2 separate regions of the Sus scrofa genome follow, and region 2 is linked to region 1. The links are chromatin contacts, called in public Hi-C maps. All regions are on one chromosome and are shown on one strand. The core of a region is the stretch at or near the end of the contact, and the rest is flanking DNA. Distances in the headings are between cores, read along the strand shown. Region 1 overlaps LOC102157437 (a long non-coding RNA gene). Region 2 has its middle 35 kb from the start of SYNCRIP.

Region 1 (3,699 bases), core at 689-3,188:
TAAGCCAGGGTGACGACCCCCTCTCTTTCTGTGCCCCAGGAGTCTTGAGGTGCTGCTTGGGCCTCTCTTTGCTTGGAGTCAGCATCTCTTGCTTTGGTCTTCTCTTTGCCACATTTGAGCTCCTGGCTCCTCACTCCTATTCTGATTCTGTGTCTGGACTTGGCATTGGTATGTGATTGCCTGAAGGTATGACTCTTCACTCTCCAGCATTGAGTTTGGGTTTGGGTTATCCCTGGATGCTGCCACAGCTCTCTTGATGGACCACTGGTCAAGTGCAACCATTGGCTCACCTTGAGTGGGGAAATGGTCCATGCCACTGTCAGCTCACGGCAACGCCAGATCCTTAACCCACTGAGTGAGGCCAGGGATCAAACCCGCAACCTCATGGTTCCTAGTCGGATTCGTTTCCGCTGAGCCACGATGGGAACTCCTCTGGTCCCTTTTTACAGAAGAGGACATTGAGGATTTAAAAGGGCTACACAACAATTTAGACTTGTAGTTAGACTGTATCTTCTGCTTTCGTTAACCCTTCCTCACTCTGTTCCAGCCTCAGTGGCTTCCTGGCCACCTCCCAAACCAGCCCAGTATTCACCCTAGTGCTTTTGTCCTTGCTATTCCTTCTGTCTGGAATGCTCTTCCCCCATTTATCTGCATGGCCTGTTCCCTTACTGCTTGACCACCTGCTTACAGATGCCCTAACCCTGGGGCACTCTGTCCCCTTCCCAGGTTTTACTTTATCCACAGCAGTTTCTACCTGCTAACACAGTTGTTAATTTTATTTATTGTCTGTATACTTCCAATAGAATATAAACACCCCAAAGGATGGGATTTTTGTCTGTTTTATTCACCATTGTATCCCTGCAGTGCTTAGCCCTATGCTTGGCAAGGAGGAGGTCCTCAATAAATAGCTGTTCAGTGAAGGACGAAAGGCAAAGATCCAAGGGCCAAACCCAGTCTGCTGACTTCAAGTCCTGCCTTCCGTCCACCTTACATGAGGTACTGGATTCTAAACTGACAGATGGATGCAGATGTGTGTTGGCAGTCTTGGTGGAGATGGGAACTTACCATCATAGAACACCTTCAAAATAGGTGAAATTCTTTGTGTGACTTTAGAATGTAGAACACCTACAACTTGACATTCAGAGCTGTCATAACCCTGCAGGTTAGGCCATCTCATGTCCTCATGGTGGATAAAACCTCATACCAGGCTGCAATTTGCACAGCTCTACAGAGGCCCCGTCTTCATTTCAGCTGGGAAAATGCAGCCATGTGTTGAAGTGGGTCTCAGGGCCTATGGGCTTCTGAGTTGGGGAAAGAGGGGCTTCTGTCTTTGCAGAGTGTCCTCTGGAGTCACCAGAGCTGCCAGGCATGTTTGGTGGGTGATAAAGGGGGGAAGGAGTGTACTATAGAGAAAGGGGAAGATTCCACTTGGGTCCCTTGCCTCAGAAGTGCAGGGAGCAAGGCCACCATGGAGCAGCGTGGGGTAGCATGGGTGCAGCTACCCAAGAGGCTCTTGTGAGGGGCCGAGTGACTCACCACTCCTGAAGGAGGTGAGGAAACCAGATTTCTGAGTCAGAGCTGTGGAGGCCAAGGAGCCAATGCCATAATAATTTCATTATTAATCTGAGAACTCAAGGGTGAGTGTACAGACCTTGTGGTGTGAGCTGGTGTGTGATTTTGGACACTTGGCCAGGGCCCTGTGAGCTTGGCCGTGTGTCCTTGGATCTAGGGAGCATGGTTCCAGCTCCAGGCGGTGTTTGCTGGGAAAGAACGTGTGACATCCTTTGTTCTCTGGCCACTTTGTTTAGTAAATTCTTTCTTTCCTCAAATGAAATTGGTTGATTGGAAACAAATTGCTAAATCACTGGGCACAATATCCACCAAGTTATCTGGCTTGGAGTGCAGTGGGTGGGTCTTATCCAGAGCTGCAGATTTAGAAGATCCACCTTGGAGGAAGGAATTAGTCAGTGTTCCATGGCTCAAGGCCACTGTGGGGCGTGATATAAGTAAGGGTCACTGCTCAGAGCTGGCCTGAAGATCAGCTCTGGTAAGACCGTTCCTGCCCCCTCCTTGCCCAGAAAGTCCTCAGAACTGCAACTCCTCACAGTGGCATGTGAACAAAGGGGCTAGAAAGGGAGAGGAACCAAGATTCTTGAGATACTACAAGTATCCAAGAACCTTCTCAGTTACTTTAAAGAGTGATTTCTTTTCTGTTGTTTCAAAACCTTGTGAAGTGTGTTTGTCTCTGTAGTGATTTTTTTGGTTTGTTTTTTGTTTTTTTGTTTTTGTTTTTGGTTTTTTTTGGCCACACTTGTGGCATATGGACGTTCCCAGGACAGGGATCAGCTCTGAGCCACGGCTGTGGTGATACCTAATCCTTAACCCATTGTGTCAGGCTGGGGATCAAGCCCATGCCTCCGCAGCAACCCAAGTTGCTGCAGTCAGATTCTTAATCTACCTCCCCACAGTGGGAACACCTCTCTCTTTGTACTGATGAAGGAATTAGACCCAGACCAGTAGCCTCAGCTATGTAACTTGCCTGAGTTACACAGCTCACAGGGGCTAGAACTGGATTACACACCTGAAGCTGGCTTTCTTCTGGGCCATGCCATCCTCCTGATGGGGATAAACTAGAACCAGATAAACACTTACTCAAAGTTTTCTGAAACGGGGCCTGTGCTCCAAGGTACACAGACTCCAGTCCTGTGGTTGAAGTTTGAGTGGGTTGGAGTCCATTCACAGACCACAAGATGACTTCCTGATTTCTGGAAGGAATATAAGGCTGATGGTGCCTGTTGCAAGATAGAGGCTACAACAGGAGAGACTGAGGCAGACTTTCCCAGTAAGGATATCTTCTTTTCTTTTTTTTTTTAATTTTACAGTCACACTTGCATCATATGGAAGTTCCCAGGCTAGGAGTCAAATTGGAGCTGCAGCTGTGGCCTACACCACAGTCATTGCAACGCTGGAACCGAGCCACATCTGCGACCTATACCACAGCTTGTAGCAACGCCAGATCCTTAACCCACTGAGCAAGGCCAAGGATTGAACTTGTACCCTCAATGAAACAATGTTGGGTCCTTAACCTGCTGAGTAACAATGGAAACTCCCCTGGTGGGGATTTCTATGGTTAGTTGGATAGAAGAACCAAAACTCAGGAGAGAGAAATCTTTGAATCTTGTGAAATAGGCAGCCCTGGGAAAAGGACCTGAGCTGAACCTGGAGGGATGGAGCTGTCTTGGAGCCTTGCCCTCCTCCTCCCCCTCTGCACTCCTTGTTGGGCTAACTGCAGCACAGCCCCACCGGAATAATCTTTTTTTTTTTACCAAGAGCCCTTCCTTGGAGAATATTCTGAAATATTTACATATGATATAATATAGTATTTGAAATTCAATTAAAAATAATACAGAAGGTGAAGAAGCACATGGGCCCCATGTGCTTAGACGGGTCCTATATTTGATTTAATCTTCTGATGTTGCTGTCTTAAAGTTCTTAGTAATTCTTGAACAAAAGACCCCCTATTTTCATTTTGCACTGTGACTTGCAAATGATGTAGTATTTCTGATTGGGTGAAAAATGAGAACAGGATTCAAAACAAGGATCCCTTGTAACGAAGGTGGGGTAGTTTGCTCTTCCGGCCAAGACAAGACACCACATGTAAATCCTAGAGCTTAATGAATTTGAGAAGAAAATATCTAT
Region 2 (3,642 bases), core at 611-3,110, 330 kb before region 1:
AAGGGGATTGAACCTGCATTCTGAGACAGCATTAGTACCGCTGAACCACAACGGGATTTCCTACTTTGCTTTTTTTATGTAATATTTTAGTTTTTTAAATATGAGCAATATGCAAATTTACATTGTACATTACAAAACAATATTTTCAGCATAATGCCCAGCCAAGTAAACACTGCATCACTTAGGTTCCTGTTACAGACATTTGCTATTCACATCTGGAATTTGGTCTTCATTTTAATTTTCTAAAAAGCCACCGCCTACATTTATTCATTCATTCATTCCACCAATAGTTACCGACAATCACCTTAAGGCAGAACAATAAAGAGCGGTGCACCAAGCGAGGACAATAAACAAACGCACACGTCCATAATAATGAGTAGTAAGTGCTATGAAGACGTGAATTTTCAAATGCTGAAATGTTCAAATGCTTGTTCCCATGTGCGCATATATGTACACATATTTATCCACACACACTAATTAATGCAACCGTTGCTACTGAATTAATGTATCGTTTGGATAAAGTATTCTAGGAAATTTCTCAAATTACTCTTTCTCCTGCATTCATGATAACGAATTTAGTATGATAAAAGAAGTTAAATAGCAAAGCTTTTGGTTGTATGGATTTAGGAAAATCGCTTAGCTACTTCAGGCGTCAGTTTAGTTCTCTGGCAAACGGAGGATTTACCTCTCGGGTCTGCTAATCTCTGTGCTGATCAGAGCGTAACAGCAGCGCCGGGCACCCGGGCACCCGGCAGCGTGGGGGTGGGGCGGGCCCCGACAGACCGCAGCTCGACCGCTTGCAGCGCAGCCGGCCGGCTCTCCAGAAAGGCAGCCTTCTCACTGTGGACGGGAGGAGAAACGCGGCGCTATCGCCAACTATTTCCAACTGAGCAGTTCGGCCCTCCAATTTCTCTTTACGGGCGTGCAGCGATTCCTGAGCGTCAGTTCCCCCAAGGCGTCTGCCAACCAGCTAGCGCGACTTCTCGAATGGGTCACAGACTGGGCCGTCCCGCGCCGCAAAACTCTAGTCCACTCCTGACCCCGAGCCGCCCCATCCGCCCGGGGCGTACTTGGCTCGAGCTAGGCGGCAGCTTCGCCTCCAAAGGCGACTGTTCGTTTGAATTCTGGCGCCACTCCCGCGCCACGTAGAGCCAGACGAGGAAGCTACTAAGCGCGGCGCGCGCGGGCGCGCGCCGGGGACTGAGCGTGCGCGCCGCAGAAGGACGGCGCGCGCACCACGCCCCGAAACGAGCCCACGAAAGAAAAGAGCCCCCTGGCGCGCTCTCGCTCACTAGGTCAGAAACCGGCCACGCCCCCGTGCTCTCCCGCATCCAATAGATGCGAGAGGGAGGAGCGGCCTCGCTCTGGCTAGGGAGAGACTATATAGGGAACTGCTGGATGCGTGGGTCGGTCTTTTACGTCGGGACTCAAGGGTTTGTTAGGTTGTGCTAGGTAAGTAGGCGCCGCGGGCGGTTGTCCGAGCGAACCTGGGTGGCGCAGTTTAGGTTGTGGGGCTGCAGTACGGTTGAAGAGGCTTCAGAAATTTGAACTTAAGAGTGCTGTGTTGAAAACTTGCACGTGGGAAACATGCCACCAGACCGCCACGTGTCCATAGTCGTGGTGGTGGCCGGCTTCGAGTTTATGCGTGCGGAGGCCGCCTCTGGTGGCCGCGGCGTTGCGCGCGGCCTTGTTGCTAAGCCCGGGGAGCTAGCTGGCTCAACTTAAACGACTGCCGGAAAGCAACCATATCCCTGGGATTTGGGGCTAGGGGTTAGTGTTGACGTTAAGAGCAAAACGCCTTGTTGATAGGGTGTCCGTCCCACCACCAGATCCAACGGAGATTTCAAGATCCGCAGCCCCTAACTACGTGGGGCTGAGCTGTATTGTCCCCAGGCGGCGCTGTGTGCAAATCGTATTGAAGGAGAGGATTTTAGTGCTGAAATTCTCCGAGACTACTTAATTTTAAATATATTGATTTGCCCCGCAGGAGCGATGGCTCTCGGTGTAACGGAGCTCTTAAGTGAAGATGCTGAGGTAAGTATTGTTGAACTTAGTTTTTAGAACTGAGAAAGTAAACCTCTTGTTGACAGGAGAAGCGGTGGTACACTATTTGAAATGGTACGTTTTTTTTTTTTTTTTTAGAGGAAAAGGAAGAGTGCAAAACATAGGGGAGAATGTTTGCTGGAAAACGACATGGTTAAAACCTAATGATCTTAGCAGGTATGTGTTTAACTAGTATTTTGAGTCTGCATATGCTTTTTCCATAGACAGGTTAAATGAGTTTTGGGTTTTTTTTCTTGTGCTCAAAACAGCATCCTGCAGGTTGTTGATTGCTAATGAAGTTATGGATATCTCTGATGGCAGCGTCATTCTGAAGTAAGTTATGTGGCTTACAACATCTATAGTATTTCTAACGTACTTTTAATGTTGCTTTGGTTTATGGTAAATCACTGGTAGTGCTTTGGTCTGATCAATGATGAAACCTATCCCGAAGCTGATTACCTGAAGAAAAAAAAGCACATACGGATTCGGCTTCTGAGATAAGACCAATGTGCAGATGTGAAGTTATTGGTGCCTGGATTTTATAATTTGAGAAGTTTGTTACATTGTGTCTTTTTTTTTTTTTCCCCTCTGCCAACAGTGAGGGGTCGCTGTCTGCCTATTGAAAGAGGCCAGATTGCTGTGAAGTTCCTGAGATATTTCTGTGAGTAGACATACTTTTCTTGACAGTCAACATTATGTCCTTGGTCTGTCTATGATGATCCTATCCCGAACCTGAATTTCTGTTGAAAAACCTTATACGGATCTGGCTTCTGAGATAGACCATTATAAGGACAATAAATAGTACTTTGTGAAATACTTTCTTCTTTTTTTTTTTTTTTTTAAGTTTTCTTTATGTTTATAGTCTTGTAAAGCTAAAGTGTTTTTCCTTTTCTAGGGCTAATGCCACAAGATTTACCGGTATGTCGTGTAAAAAACTAAGGAAAAGCTCTTCATTTTATGGATATGGAAAGAAAAATCAAGATGGATTATATTTTTTTTAATTATCCAGTCTTTAATTAGTTAAGTAAAACTAGTTAAACTTTTTAAAATCAATTTTGAATGAATACCCTTTGGTTACAAGCTGTTTGAATGTAAAATGCGTCATGGTGATTATAGCCAAATGAAGGTTTTTACTATTATAGAAAGTTATTAAGATGAGAGCAGAGTGGACAGAACATATTCCTGGGATTGGGCTGGAAAGAAAGCCCACCATCAATAATCATTACTGGCTGAATTATGGAATATTTAGTCTTAGTGTAACAGTATTGTGTATTTATTTATGGTATTAAGGTGTTTATTCTGAAAACGAAGAAAGCACAATATAGCAAGTCATGAGGAAGGTCACTGATGAAATGTAGTTTAAAATTGTACAGACATCCTGAATGAATTTAAGTGTTAAGTAATTAATACCATCTGATGTAACCAAGGTGGTTGGGCCCCATGCATAATCATTTTCCCTAAATAGCTACATGAATAAATTTTTCCCAATCCAAGTAAGAATGCCAATATTTATAGTCATCATTAATAAACCTAAAATTTCCTTAGTGAAAATTTGGATCCCACGCATGCAGCTCAGGGAGAGGTTTATGAAACTGATAA

The links. A called contact is a pair of places that touch in the nucleus more often than the background predicts.
Region 2: a Hi-C map of embryonic fibroblasts shows a contact between it and region 1, with 2.7 times the contacts expected there. The contact joins two enhancer-like sites. A contact is called at or near these places in 3 of 47 Hi-C or Micro-C datasets (embryonic fibroblasts, fetal heart ventricle and retroperitoneal adipose tissue).

Annotation. Positions count from the first base shown.
Region 1 is chr1:54,300,325-54,304,023 of Sscrofa11.1, reverse strand. All of the region lies in intron 2 of LOC102157437 (a long non-coding RNA gene), which reads left to right. Among named protein-coding and RNA genes, the nearest start is that of NT5E, 99 kb to the left of the region's middle. Within about 2 kb of position 1,938, at least 5 of the 83 cell types and tissues checked have an H3K27ac peak or open chromatin away from gene starts, as enhancers often do. A contact at or near this core is called in embryonic fibroblasts, where this site is marked.
Region 2 is chr1:54,631,424-54,635,065 of Sscrofa11.1, reverse strand. No RefSeq gene overlaps it. Among named protein-coding and RNA genes, the nearest start is that of SYNCRIP, 35 kb to the right of the region's middle. Within about 2 kb of position 1,860, at least 74 of the 83 cell types and tissues checked have an H3K27ac peak or open chromatin away from gene starts, as enhancers often do. A contact at or near this core is called in embryonic fibroblasts, where this site is marked.